Regions from separate parts of the Capra hircus genome. Here region 2 is linked to region 1. The links are chromatin contacts, called in public Hi-C maps. All regions are on one chromosome and are shown on one strand. The core of a region is the stretch at or near the end of the contact, and the rest is flanking DNA. Distances in the headings are between cores, read along the strand shown.

The links. A called contact is a pair of places that touch in the nucleus more often than the background predicts.
Region 2: a contact with region 1 is called in a Hi-C map of blood, with 2.0 times the contacts expected there. The contact joins the promoter of USP46 here to the enhancer-like site in region 1. A contact is called at or near these places in 3 of 5 Hi-C or Micro-C datasets (blood and liver).

What each region holds. Positions count from the first base shown.
Region 1 is chr6:68,813,791-68,821,506 of ARS1.2, forward strand. No RefSeq gene overlaps it. Among named protein-coding and RNA genes, the nearest start is that of USP46, 85 kb to the right of the region's middle. Within about 2 kb of position 3,466, at least 1 of the 5 cell types and tissues checked has an H3K27ac peak or open chromatin away from gene starts, as enhancers often do.
Region 2 is chr6:68,898,820-68,906,535 of ARS1.2, forward strand. It overlaps USP46 (ubiquitin carboxyl-terminal hydrolase 46), which reads right to left and starts at 3,710. Exons shown (of 9, transcript XM_018049455.1): 1 at 3,500-3,710. The coding sequence starts at 3,535.

The sequences.
Region 1 (7,716 bases), core at 2,216-4,715:
GCAGTGGTAACTCCTCACTCTCTTTCCTTGGGCAAGCTTCTGGAATGTTTGAAATGATCAACTGTGAGAAGGGTGAGGAAGAGCTTTCCACGGTGAGGGTTTAATGGGCTCAAGGAACTAGAGCAAGCCCAGTGTGGCTGGAGAGATGATGTGAAAAGGCTAGGTCAATGAGATGCCTCTGGAGGGTGATAACCCAGAAGAACCAAAGGCTGATGACTTACCACGGCCCTCCGACCCTTAATGCAATGCTCAGAGACAGAACCTATCCAAAATGAATCACCCACATTTATTTACTCATGAGAAAACCTCAGACGAACCCTGACGGAGGAGTGTTGTGTAAATGACAGGTCTGGACCCTTCAAACGAGTCTAATGTCACAAAAGATGAAGTAAATATCTGCTGGGGGCCAGATCCTGGAAGAAAAAAGAATGCTATAAAGCACATTTTGGGGACAACTTGTGAATTTTGACTATGGACTGTAAATTAAATAATAGTATTGAACCAATGTCAAATTTCCCAATCTGATCATTGTACTGTAGTTACTGTGTTAAGAGGTTGCTCTTGTTCTTGGAGGATACAGGCTGAAATATTTAGAAGTGAAGGGCCATGATGTCTCCAGTGTACTCTCAAGTGTATCTGCAAAAATAATAATGCAAATAATAAAAGTAATAATAATAAGACATACATATTTAAAGAGAGAAAGCAAATATGGCAAAATATTGCAATCAGTAAATCCAGGGGGTAATTTGGATGCTTATTACTCTATTCTTGCAACTTTTCTGTAGGTTTTCAGTTTTTCAAAACAAAAAGGTAAAAGTGATTCCTCAGGCTGCTGCACCATGAATGGGCTTTCGGGGTGGCATTATTGGTAAAGAACTCTCCTGCCAACGCAAGAGGTGCAAGTGACGTGCATTCTATCCCTCAGTTGGGAAGGTCCCCTGGAGAAAGGAATGGCTACCCACTCCAGTGTTCTTGCCCGGAGAATTCCATGAACAGAGGAGCCTGGCAGACTCCAGTCCATAGCGTCGCAAAGAGCTAGACACAACTGAAGCAACCTAGCAGGCAGGTACCACGAATGGATTGTGCGTATGCGTGCTCAGTCATATCTGACTCTTTGCAACCCCATGGACTGTACCCCGCCAGGCTTCTCTCTCCATGGAATTTTCCAGGCAAGAATACTGGAGTGGTTTGCCATTTCCTACTTCAGGGGAATCTTCCCAACCCAGGAATAGAACCCACATCTCTTGTGTCTCCTGCACTGGCAGGTGAATTAATTCTTTACCACTGCGCCACCTGGGAAGCCCATGAGTGAATGGATTGGAGGAAGCAGTAAAGAAGGTTGGTCCAAACAAGACATAAAGGTAACCTGGACTAGGCTTTTGGCAGCAGACATGAAGAGATGCCTGTGTGATTGACATATGTCTTGTAGGTGAAGGAATGATATTTACACTTGTGACTGTGACAAGCTAAATGTCAGCTCCTTTCTAGCTGCTGTATTAGCAAAATATTACCTTTCAACATGATATAATAATCACTAAAACCACCATATGCATAAATGTATATGTGCTATCATGAATGCAATTATTACAAACTACATATAAATAACTTGTTTCTACTTAGGTAAGTCTGAGATCTAGTAGGTGTGGGGTGAGACCCAGGAAATTATATCGAAAGCTTCTAGATGATTCTGATGTAGTCAGGTTGTGGAACCATGGCTCCGGAAACCCAAATTCATTCTAGTCTGGGTTTGGATTCTAGCCTCTCACCCTGTTGCCTCTCAGTGTTTCGTAAGAAGCCACCCTCAGGCTAAGTAGATTTATTAACCACTGTGGAAGGGATTATCGGACAGACAGACAAGGTGATTCAAGAGACCCTGACGTCAAAGCAGGAGGAGATACTCTCACTCTCATTAAGGACTTTAGCTCAACTGTAGCTTCTTAAATTCTCTCTCCAAGTCCTACCCTTCAACTTTTCAATTTATACATTTTATCTCAAGAATAGTAGAATAAGAATACATTTTGTGGCACTGACAAATTAAGTCATGTGACTTTAGCAACAGTTACAAAACAACCCCAAATCAAGGAAAAACACTTCAGCAAGAAGGCGAGTTTCACAAGTGGACCAGATGGAAATTCTATATGCTGGCGGAAAGGAAACAACAGAAAAACAGACACTATCCATTTTCAAGCCTCTCTCTTGGCTCTCAGACACTTGAAAGAATTTCAGACACCAGATGAGGATAGACATCAAGTCTATTACACTATAATGATGACCCCTTAGATGATGGCTCTAGGGTCTGCATACATTAAACCAATAGGAAACTAAGAAATCTCTAAGTATTCATAAACCAGACTAGTTCTGAAGTTCCGTGTTCATTCCTGTCCAAGATTTAGAGTCCCTCTAATTTCCCCAAGTGTTTCCCTGGACTAATGCAACATTTGCACACAGACAGCTAAATCTTCCAAGCCTACAGGTATAAATCCTTCCTGCACTAAAGGGGAAAGTTTTAAGTTTAAATGCTGTTTGCATAAAGATATATGTACAAAGATACTTATTGCAAGGTTGCTTATCACAGCAAAAAAGGACCTAAATATTTTTAAATAAGTTATGGTGTGTCCATGTTATGGAGCTGTATGCAGTACTTTTTTTTTAATGAAGTAACTCTGGTACATAAAGATCTTCAAGGCTATTAAGTTGGGGGAGAGGGAAGCAAGTTGCAGAATAGTATTTTAAAACATTTACATTTTTTTTCTTTTTCTTTTTTTGGACTCACCTTGTGGCATGCATGATCTTAGTTCCCTGCTGCTGCTGCTGCTGCTGAGTCACTTCAGTCGTGTCCGACTCTGTGCGACCCCATAGATGGCAGCCCACCAGGCTCCCCCGTCCCTGGGATTCTCCAGGCAAGAACACTGGAGTGGGTGACCAGGGATCAAACCTCCCTCACCCTCTACAGTGGAAACAAGGAGTCTTAACCACTGGACCACCAGGGAAGTCCCACATTTACATTTAAAAATCAAAACTAAACACATATGTACATGTTAATATTATCTCTGGCACACAGATGTGTGTTAATGCAAGAAAAGGTCTAGAAGAGTCTTCTACAAACTTTCGTTAGTAGTTATCTCTGGAGAAGGAAATAGAGTTGGGAGAAAGGAGAAACTTTCATTTTTACTCTATTTAGCCAGGTCTTATTGAATTTTTAACTATAATCATGATTCGTACGTCATTTCTATAATTTTCTGATAATTTATATGCAACTTAAATGTACAGTAAAAAAATGGCAGTTGGTTTGCTGGGCTAACCTTCAGCGGATGGACGGGGACAAAGAAGTTCTCACCCCAGGCCCCCTGTTCACTATCCCTTTGGGCCCAGGAGTGAACAGTATCTGGGAGTCTGGGACACAGCAAGCTGACTGCCCCTCGCTGAGCCCCACGGTGTGCACGCCACAAAGGCCTGCAACCGGCAAGCCCCTCTGTCCTTCTGCAGGGGCAGAAACAGCCCTTGTGGGGACAGCACTGACTTCATTAGACACCAGCATCAGCATCCCACTCCCGGGGACCAAACTGCTCCCAGAGATACTTACAGAAGTTTGAGCAAAATGCAAGGGTGACAGCTTGATGATCTTGGGTCTCTCTGCTCTCTTTTTTATTGACTTGCCTCAAACAACATCCACCTGTACTGAGACTCCCACCTGCCTGAAGGGAAAAGAAGATATCAAACATTAACTTTAGAACTGGCCACGGCAGAGGCCCAATATGAGCTGGTGTCTTTCCAGAGGAGACTGATACTTTGAAAGGATCAAAGAATTAAGCTAGATGGTTTTAGCATCATCTCATTTCTTTCATTAGATTAATCCAGGCAGGGCTTCCCTGGTGATCCTGTGGTTAGGAGGCCCCCTTGCAATGCAGGGGAAACCAGTTCAATCCCTGGTCTGGGGAAGGTCCCCTATGTCACGGAGCAACTGAGCCTATGGGGCACAACTACGAAGCCCGAGCTCTAGAACTTGCAGGTCCTGACTACTGAAGCCCAGGAGCCCTAGAGCCCGTGACCTGAAATAAAAGAAGCTGCTACAATGATCAACTCTGCAATGAGAAAGCCAAGCACCACAACAAAGAGCAGATCCCACTTGCCAGAGCTAAAGGAAACCTGCACACAGCAACAGAGACCCAGAACAGTCAAATATAAACAAATAAAATTATATATATATACATATACACATATATAATTATATATACACATATACATATATATAATTATATATATACACATATACATATATATAATTATATATATGTATATATATACACACACACATATACATATATGTATATATAATTAATCCAGACAATATCATTTATTCTTATTTTAAATATGTGCTTAAGTGGAAGATTTGATGGGTACCATTTTGTTCAGGCAGTTCTATTAATGAATTAATAATGACAAATTAACAGCAAATACTTTCCAAACACATTCCAACATTGAATGTATTGGATGCCCTGAACACACGGGTAGCCATTGTGTCAGCCATTGTTACATGCCTGACATACTTCATTTCGTGTAATCCTCACAATGACATTAGAGGTGAGTGTTATTTTCATTATCTGTTTGACAGACGAGGAAACAGAGACTGAGAAGAACACAGAGCTGGTAAGCAGCAGAGCCCATATCCTGATTTGTGTTCATTTGATTTTAGAGCCTGCAGCTGTGTTATTAGAGGGAAAGATCTAGCGTTTGCCTACAACGCAGGACACCCAGGTTCAATCCCTGGGTTGGGAAGATCCTCTGGAGAAGGAAATGGCAACCTACTCCAGTACTCTTGCCTGGAAAATCACTTTCATTTTTCTATTCTGCAGATAAACAAAAGTTCTAAACTATCTCATTATTTATACCTAGAATTCGAACCAGGTAGCTCGAGTGGTACCAGAACAAAGTGCTCCAGAAAGATTCTCAGTGTACTCCAGAAGCCCCAGCTTCAGTTTTCTCATCTCTAAACGGGAATGGTGATACTAGACCCTGTCTCATAGAGTGGTGAGAACCCAAGGAGGAAACTCATACAAAGAGCTTAGCTTAGGATCTGGCACATAGCAATTGCTCAATAGATATGTAGTCAAAACAACTAATACTTGCAAAAACATGTGAGTGATTATATCAGCTAGGTTAGCTTACCAGTACAGCCAGCAAACAGACACCTTCATAGAAAGCACGGTTCGAGCCATGGGATCCTGAACACGGGAGTCTTGATGGAAGGACTAAAGAGGCCACAAGATTTAAGTCCATGTTCTTGATGATTTTCTTTTGAACTGGAACATACCCTCTTGATACCAATGTGGGAGCAGAGGGGAAAGAAGGGAAATAGGAATGCAGGGACCTAGGCAGAACAAGCTGGCTGCTGTACCCTCCTCTCCATCCTCCCACCAACAGTCTTAGTGAAGACTCCCACCAATCTTAGTGAAATTGAGTTACAGTGAGTTCAACACTACTTGAAAGTTGTTAAGACAGCTCTCACCACAAAACAGAGCATTGTAACTATGTGAGGTGATGGATGTGTTAACTAACCTTACTGTGATATTTATTTGCAGTACATACATATGTCAATAATTACATTGTATATCTTAAACATACACAAAGCTATCTGTTAATTATATCTCAACAAAGCGAAAAAAAAAAATTAGTTCAATGCTCTCTCTAAAAGGGGGAAAAGCCATGATGGTGCCCTATTAAAGGCTGAAAGATGTTTGGGGGAAGGAAATAAAAGGAAGCCTTACCTTTTTAACATCAGATTGTTGGTTTTCAAACTGTGTTTCATGGAACCTTGCTTTGGGGGTTCCACAAATGTTTTCATTAAGATTTCACTTTAAAAATATAACTTGGTTAAATAATCAACAGATATACTCAAGGGTGTTCTAAATCAAATTTAAACCCATTGGAAGACCCCAACTGAGATAAATTGGGAGGTTAGCTTATTTTTATGAAGATCTCAAAAGTTCTCCTACTACCTTGCTTTATTGAAAAGAATCTTGGATAATGCAAGACAGTTGTTTACAAAACAACAGAAACAAAGGAGGAAGTTGCAATTATATATTTGAACTTGGATTGTCTTAATCTTCTGTGAGCAAAAACAAAATTCTGATACAAACTGAATGCTGAGACCAAGAGCAGATCACCACTTCCAAAATTTTATGTTCTTCAAGTAGCCATTTTGTTCTCATTAACTTTCAAAATTTACTTATAAAAGAGCCATACACTAGGACTTCCCCGGTGGCCCATCTACAAAGAATCTGCCTGCCAGTGCAAGAGATATGGGTTCAGTCCCTGCGTTGGGAAGATCCCCTGGAGGAGGGAATGGCCACCCACTCCAGTATTCCTGCCTGAGAAATCCCATGGACAGAGGAGCCTAGTGGGCTACAGTTCATAGGATCACAAAGGAGTTGGACATGACTTAGTTACTAAAGAACTGTACCAATAAAATAACATAAAATACTATGTACGTATTTACAATAGTAAGGTTTTACGTAACATTTTATTTTTCAAAAAGATTATGGTACTATTACTAAATGACAAGTTTGAGAATTTCAGCATTTGATCATTTGAACAATGGGACAGGGAAGGTGAGTCCCTTGTATAAAACCCTCTGGATTCTGCTCTACCTTGACTGCCAGTTCAGTTCAGTTCAGTTCAGTTCAGTCGCTCAGTCGTGTCCAACTCTTTGCAACCCCATGAATCGCAGCATGCCAGGCCTCCCTGTTCATCACCATCTCCCGGAGTTCACTCAGACTCACGTCTATCGAGTCAGTGATGCCATCCAGCCATCTCATCCTCTGTCGTCCCCTTCTCCTCCTGCCCCCAATCTCTGACTGCTAAGACCAACTCTTCTCTCTTTCCTACCCAATGCCCTGCAGCTCTGCAGGCATCAGGTAGAGACAGAGATTCAGGAAGATGAAATGGAACCTATAGTCCTTTTCTGTTAAGAGGGTCCACCTCACAGAATTGTGACCCTGCTTAAACACCTGGCAACTTCTACCAGCCCCACCTCCTTATTTTAGGTAATTCTGACTTGGAGAACAATGAAGCAAGTCTTGCTAAGGTCTCAGCGCTTCCAGTTCTTATCATGACGATGGAAAGCTTGCATTCTTATACAGGGACTTCCTTCCTCTCTCTTGCATTCTTCAATTTAATCCATTAATCAGTGAAACCAGCTAATGACACGTCATGAGGAAAAATACCAACAGGAAAAGCCAGAGACAAACAATGTTGAGACTAACCCCATCTCTTTGGGGAAATTCCAGAAGTAGGGGGTAGGTGGAAGAGTGAAAACCTGTAACAGAAAGCATGTGAAACAGCCACGGGCTTTTTCACTTTTGCATATATATATGTGAGATCATGCATATTCTATAGTAAAGTGCCATTATTTTTGTTATAATTTTCCAAATAAATGTGGTCACCTTCAAACACTACAGCTTCAGTTCCACTATATTTCACATTATCTAGCCACTATACAAAGTAAGCTTATTTCAACCATAATGCCTCTGTATCACCAAAAAACTAACAAAAACCTGCATTTATGGAAGGACATTTCAACTTAGAGGAATGACACATTATTTCAAGTCAGAGGAACAAACAACTAGGCAGATGATCTCTTAGAGATGGTGGTTAATCCGAGCTGTACTACACCACATATGTTATCCTCTACCAGTTTAGAGATTTTGAAAGTTTGTT
Region 2 (7,716 bases), core at 2,460-4,959, 85 kb after region 1:
GCCGACACTAACACAGAGATCCTCAACAGATGGCCATTTCCAGGCACAAAACGTAATCTATTTGACACACGGCATTTCTTTCACGGAATATTTTACAGCACTATTCACAAATGAAATTAAGATTTGATGATTTAGGCCAATCTGCATCTGTACAAGTCACATTTCTAGAGGGCACATTTGGTTTCTACTAACAAATGCTTCCTCTTTAGAAAATTCCTCAGGCTTTTCAAACAGAAAATCTACCCCCAAAAACCTTTCACTTACAAAAGTTAAATCCATTAGCCTGGCCAAAATCAGAAGACTATCAACAAGGGACATTTCCTCATGCTTGGTAGCAGCTAATACATTTAAAAATTACAACATACCAGCCAAACAAGCTTTACTATCTCTGAACCAGACACGCTGTGTAGCTAAGGTGACAAGCCCTCAGCAAGCTGATCAAGAATCACTATGGCAGGAATTCACACGAAGTGAAATTAAGACAAACGGGAACTCGCATTAAACTGCCAATGGACAATAAAACCTCGGGGGTAGAAGACAAGTAGAGGGATGGGAGTATTTTCCACGACCCCTGTATCTAAAACTGGCACAAGAAGTGTGGGGAAAAGAGAAGGTGTTTATTTCTCAATCACACAAGGATTTGCAACAAGGTTTTTCCTGCTCTGCTGCGTCCTTTCTTGTCTGCTGGATGAAACAAATCCAGACTCAGTACTAGGTCCTGGTTTGCACAAGCCTTACCTAGAAGGATGTATCTTCTATCACTGTTTCTGTGACACACATCAGCCTGTTTAAAATATGCCAGATGACCTGCTTTAAAAAAAAAAGACGCAACTGTCAACTGTCACTTCTTACTACAACTCCATTTGGGATCAAATGGAGTTGGGACTGGGAAGGATCAGTTAGAGCCCCCCAGAGAGAAAAGAAGTGGTGAGGAGAGACCCACAGAAGACCTACCTGGAAACAATTCATCATTGAGTGAACAATCTTAAGCGAGGTCCAATGAAACTGTATGTCTGAACAAGTGAAAAGACAGCAGTCTCACCACCCAGCCTCCTCTGTGGGAAGCAAGACTGGGAGGGACCAGGGCACCAGAGCAGCCTTTTATAAGGGGGCGGGATTAAGGACTCCCACCCCAGTCTCCCTGTATGGGCTTGGTTTGCATAAACAAACATTTATCTTAGCATTTATCTTAGCAGCTGCTTACATCAGGTCCAAGAAGACACTGTCCTTTAAACAACTGAAGATGACATAATAATGATAAAGATGAAGCTGATCATCAACACCTGATACTCAGTAAGTACTTGCTACCTAGTAGGCTCAGTAACTCCTTTAATACAACAGTCGCATGAGGAGGAACCATTATCATCCCCTTCTTGTAGATTAGGAAAGTAGGAGAGCAACTGGTTCTGGGACAAAAAACTAGCATATGTTCGAACCAAAACCCTGAACCCAGGAAGTCTGACTTTAGACCCCAGACTCTTTATGTCCCTTACTCTAGGCACAGGGTCTATATCGGAATGTACAACTCCCGAGTTGTGAATTATTGGTTCCTCATCTCACTTGGGTGATGATCCTAAGTTTGGTGCCTTTTTAAGGACTTCACATGAGATGTCAGTTCTCCACAGCCCACTCCTCTCGTCTGCCCTGCAGCTTGCCTCTCTAGCTGAGTTTTGTTGGAAACAGGTTGTGACATTCTGCTCAGGTGTGCCAAGAAGCCCCAGCTGCACTGAGGGCAAAAAAGAAAAAAAGCTGGAGGCTGGCTTCATCTTGGCACACGCTAACTCTCAAGTTTCCAGCCCGCTTCAATACAGAGGCGTCACCACAAACAAGCGGGGCAGGAACACCACCACCGACGGCTCCCCTGCCCTGTGAGCCCAAAGCCACCCGAGCAGGCACGAAAGAGAGTGTTAGAGTTGCTCTGGTTTCACAGTTCCCCTCAGGAGCTGGTCTTAGCAGACAGAGAAACCGGGAAGAGAGGCATCACCTTTTCACTGCACCAAGCAACATTAATGCCACTCGACAGGAGGGAGCAGGGGGCCTGTCTCCGCGTGGAGAAGAGAGGAAATGGAAACCCGCCAGGAGCCACCCACCACGTCTAACTGGTCCTGCGCCAGTATTTTTGCAGCTGTCACCCCGGGAAGGCCCAGCTTTTGCTCTGCCCACCACAGCAGTAGCCACGTCCAACAGCGCTGAAAACTGAAGCCAGCGCCAGTGGGTCTTGATTCCATCCCTGAGTAACACATGGCTCCTTAATGCTCCTTTCCCATGTGTTAATCTTGCAGGAGAATATGGGACAGAAGATTTGAAAAGCTGGGTGATGGGGGAAGGGCAGCCAGATCACCTTACTCCCAGGCTTTTCAATCAAGCCTCCTCAGATTCCCTTTAGCGGCCTGTGTTACTAGCTTGAGAGGTTTCCCCAAACTGGTATTAAAAGAGCATGTGTTCCATCCAGCTGGAGGAAGGGGAGACAGGATGGGGGCGGGGTGGGGGGTTGGTCCCTGGACAGCCAAGGCAAAGCACACACCCTCTCATCGTGCACAGGAAGGCAGTGCCTCACTCCAGGGGGCAAGCCTTGGTCCCCAAGGCTCTGACAAGTGGAAGTACCAGCAGGAGGCACCCTTGAGACCCAATGGCTGGAGGTTGTTCCTGCAGAAGGCAAAGCAATGGGAGAAATACAAGTTAAAGTGATCACGATGTCGTGGGCCCCGTCCTCACCAGAGCCCAGCAATGTCCTCTTGCTGCGTCCACACCCACCGGTCCACACTTGGGTCTACAGTGACAGGCAGGATAACCCTGGAGACCTCCTCCATGCCCCCCAGCCGGCCCGCATCCTCAGGACCTTTAAATGTCACTGCCTTATGACCTTGTCCCCCTTTCACAGATGGGGAAACTGAGGCATCCACAACAAATGACCGTGCTTTCCCAAACCAGGTATAAGTTCACTTCCCTGACCACAATTTTGCACTTTTTTTTTACAGCTCTATCACATTTCAGATTTCTCCAGACACACCGACTGCCTCTGCAAAGTGAATCTTAAATACAGTTTAAAAGAGTGAACTCAAAAATCAGATAAGGGCGGTCAGGGTGTCCGGCAGGGCTTTATCTTCGGCAAGAACATGGTGGGCGTCCCCCGCCACCCCAGCTTCTCTTCCAACCTGGTCCCCCGGGACGTCCGGGTTCGGCCTACCTCCTCCCCCGAAGACGCTTCACCGCAACCCGAGGGCGGAGGCGCAGCGGCGCAGGGACGCGCGGGCGGGCGGGCTCCCGGGTCTCGGGGCCGAGAAGGGGGCGGGGGGCTCCGGGCCCCTCCCCCGGCAGCTCTCCGGGCCGCGACCGGCCCGCCCAGCCTGGGGGCCGGGAACTTCTGGAGGCGCCGCACGGCCCCCGCCGCCCCCACCCCCACCGGCCGCTCGGCGGGCGTGCAGCTCGGGTTTCCCATTCTTCGCCTCCCCACGCCCGGGGCTCGACCCTCGAGGCGGCGGCGGCGGCGACCACTCACCATATTACAGATGGAGGCGATGTTTCGGACAGTCATTAGTCTAAAGGTTACAGCGATCCCGCACCGCCATCTTTACAAGGGGAAAACAGGACCGGCCATGGTGGAGCGCTCGCGGGGAGGCCGGGCGCGGCGGCGGCGGGGAGGCGGCCTGGGGTCCGGCTTTCAGTTTGGCTGGGAGAAGGGAGGCCGGGAGGGAGGAGAGGAGGCGGGGAGGGCGGGGAAGGCGGGAGGCGGGCGGGAGAGCGGAGGGGCGGGGAGTGGCGGAGCGAGGGAGCCTGGGCCGCGGCCGGCGGCGCCGGGAGGAGGGGCGGCCCGAGCGCCGCGTGCAACCCGCACGCCCCGAGCGCTCCCGCCGCGCTCCGGCCCCGACCCGGCCCGGGTCCCCGCGGCTCCTCCTCCCGCCTCCGCCGGCCGCCCCGGCTCGGCTTTTCTCTTTTTTCTCTCTCGGCGTCCTGCTTCACTCCGAACCGGCTGGAAAGCGCGGCCAGGCCCCGGCTCGCGCAGCGGCAGCCGGTCCCCCGGGCGGACCCGTCCGCGCCGGCGGCCTCCTCCGCCCAGCTCCGGCCCGCGGCGCCGCCCGGGAAGCGAGACCGAGCCCGCGCTGGGTGTCGGCCGCCGGAAGGCTCAGCGCGCGGGCTGGGGACTCGCGGCCGCTTTCTCTCTTCACTTGTTCTTTCTGGCCGCGCGGCCCGCAGCAGCCCCGCGTTTTCACGTTCCGCGAGTGGAGGAGGCAAGGGGCAGGGGTGACTACGTCCAACTTTTCGTTTGTCCCCGGGTTTCCAGCTAGATGGCACCAGCGGGGACCCACGAAGTAAATGGGGTCAGGACACGGGAGTGCCGAGAGCCCTTGTCCTGCCGGGTCGAGGGCGCCGGGAGGGGACGGGAGCGTGGGCCGAGGCGCGCTTGGGCAGTGGGTGACAGCAGCAGGTACAAAGGGGAAGTCTCGGTACTGGATAAGGACTAGGGATGGTCCAGGGAGCGATGGAACCTGGAAAGAATGAAAAACAAACTTTTCCGCGTCTTCTAGAAAAACCTACTTCTCTCGGGGCCACCCAGTTTCTTCAGGTTTGGAGGGTCATTGTATTGGCTCATACACATTTCCTGCATACACAGTCGTGGTTTTTAACTCAAAGCGCCAATCTACACCACTTAGCAGTTACATTCTGTGAAGTGGAGGAGCCCATTTCCGAAGGTGTAAAACAGTTCTCATACAAAGTTGCAGTTTTATGCTTTCAACAGAGAAGTTGTACGAGGGAAACGCCTGACAGTTCTTAAACCCATATATTTAATGACAAATCGAATTAAAGGAGAAATTAATGAAATTGAAGATAGCTTTTATCTAACCAAGAGGAACATACTAGGAAAATAGCTCACTTCCTGTCCTCCATTATCTATTTAGTGTTAATGCTCTTTAGTAGTTGAAGACCATTGATTGTTAATGTCCCTAGGACCTGGGATGGAAATAAGACAACGGAGACAAAGTTTCGTTGGGGGTCATCTTGGCTCTGGATATTTAATGGATTTCCAGACATCAATTCCTGCTTAAGTTATTCTGCCTACATCTTATTTCCGAACAGATCCTGATAATGATGGTAGCTCACTTTGACTTTTTACCATTCAGTCATGATGCTCTTTACATTCATGATCTTGGTCACCACCAAACCCATCGGATGACGGATCCTATTATAATCGCCTTTTGTAGGTCAGTTAAAAAAAAAAAGCTTAGGATACCAAGCATCCTATTTCCATCATGTTACCCATATGTTACAACTGAAGCTGGGGTGCTAATCTGGCTGAGCACCTTGAAGACAAGAAAACAAAACACCCAACCTATGGCCAGTTGGGGTAACTGACACCTGGGTGAATGTGCCTGCTCAGTGGCTCAATCACATCCCACTCTTTTGCGACCCCATGAACTGTAGCCCTCCAAGCTCCTCTGTCCATGGGATTCTCCAGGTAAGAATACTGGAGTGGGTTGCCATTTCCTCCTCCAGAGGATCTTCCCCACCCAGGGACTGAACCCGTGTCTTTTGTATTTCCTGCATTGGCAGGCAGATTCTTTACCACCGTGCCACCTGGGAAGCCCACAACTGACACCTGTAAAGGTTTAAAATATTATACTTGAGGAAAGTCATAAAACAAGTTCAGGAGCAACCTCAAGGCTAGAACTCAGGACTCAAATTTCACAGACATTCCACTGTAAAAGCATTAATACAAAACCTTAAATAATATAGAAATTTTATACCGTAATAGAGTTCAGAATTTCTGCCATTAGTATAGCATAATGGATGGCAAAGTCCACAGGATTGAAAATGCCATTGACACAGTGAAAATTGAACATCGTTGGATTACTGAGTGCTATGTCAGCAAGGCATCCTTTGCATGAACAGCCTATAGGCTAAAACATTCAGATTGAAACTCAGTGAATTACAAACAACAAATCAATTGAACACAGCAGATCTTGTCAGACTCATGAATAATTAAATACGAATTAAATAAATAATTGAATACGAGGTTCGTATTCACAGGCCTAAATCAGAAAGGGCATTAGTTGAAGAATTGTAACCTCAGTCTTTTTCAGTGGTAAACATTGTTTGGAGGTGATAAGATGCAAAGTAATGAAAATGTTGACAAGCTAATGAGAATTTTAGGAGAAGTGTTTCATATATAGGGGCCAGCTGATACGAAGGTATAGAGTAAAATCTGGGCAAAGTACACAAGTGGAAAGTTGGGACATAGGCTAGCACTAAACAGATGAAGGAACATGACTCAGGCCAGGCCAGTGAAAGCACCACATGGCCCAGCCACAGTGACTGGTTCAGCTAGGAGGATGTGATATACGCTCAGTCAATGAGAGTTGGCCCTGGGTCTTTGGGGAAAGAAGTGCTCCGCTGCTTTAGTTTGCTGAGCTGGTACGATATGTAGAGCTTCTGTCTTTCCACTGCTTGAGTGAAGAAAAATAAAGCTGAGAAATGTAAAAACATCTTTTGTCCTACTGCTGCCAAATCTATATCCTGGCCTCTTCAGTAACTCAAGGTGGTAATGTCCTTGTTTTCTTCGGTCGTTCAAATTGAGTGACTGCTGCTCACGACCGAAACAATTCTAAAACATCATTGTCTCCCTGTTCCCAAAATTCATTAGGTTCATTCTAAATTCATGGTGTTCCCTTTTCCTCTGTTCTCTTCCCACTATGTGGATATTTCATCTTCTCCATGACGCCGTCCAAGGTTGCTTCCCACCACCACCAATGAAGTATATGCAGATGGTTCGTGCCTCTCTCTTGTTACCAGTTTTGTGTCATTGCCCTCCTGCTTCCCCTCTTGGCTTAGTTACCGTTATGCAGCCTCCAGATGACCTGAGACAAGACGGGATGCCTTTGTCATATGTTCTCACAGCGTCATCCCCCTTCCCTTCATGGACCTTATAATTGTGAATTGCTTATGCCATCCAGCACACAGCATGGAGACAGTAGAGTGGGTGGTTAAAAAGGGGAGTCCTGGATCCAGATTCTCTGGACTTAGGGAAATGTCTCACCTTCTCTATGCCAAAATTCCTGGATCCATAAAAAGAAGAGGCCCTTCATAGAGTGATTGTGTTAGTTTATGTAGAGTATTGTGATTGTGTTTGTTAGTTTATGTAGAGTATTGTGATTGGGTTAGTTTATGTAGAGTAGTGTGATTGTGTTAGTTTATGTAGAGTACAAAACTATGGCTGATGTGCATTTTAAGTGATCACTGCTATTATTTTTGTGCATGTGTTTAATAATATGTTTCTCATCTCAGATGTGAAGTGACAGGTCTGTTTTTGCTTACCATTTTACACCTAAGACACAGTGCCTGGTCCAAAAGAGCAGGCAAGAAATCAGATATTAAATATTTGGGCAATTGCCTCTCTCCAAGAGGCCTGGAAACTCCTAGAGGGAAGGTACCTTGTCTTTTGTATTAAAAAATATCTCATCTGGTCTCAGGCACTGTGCCTGGCACATTCATCCCTCTCACTTTCCCCTCATTGCTAATAGGTTATTGCACCTCATTTGAGAGGCAAAGACTAGTAAATATTTGGTTGTCAGGGGAAAAACATTTTCCTAGTTGTAGACTTCAGTTTAAAACCAGACTGGCTTCTGAGGGTTATATTTCAATTCTGTGAGGAACTTTATGAGTCTTTTCCCTTTTACATCACGTATACAGCAAATACTAAAAACATGCTTTGCACCAGGT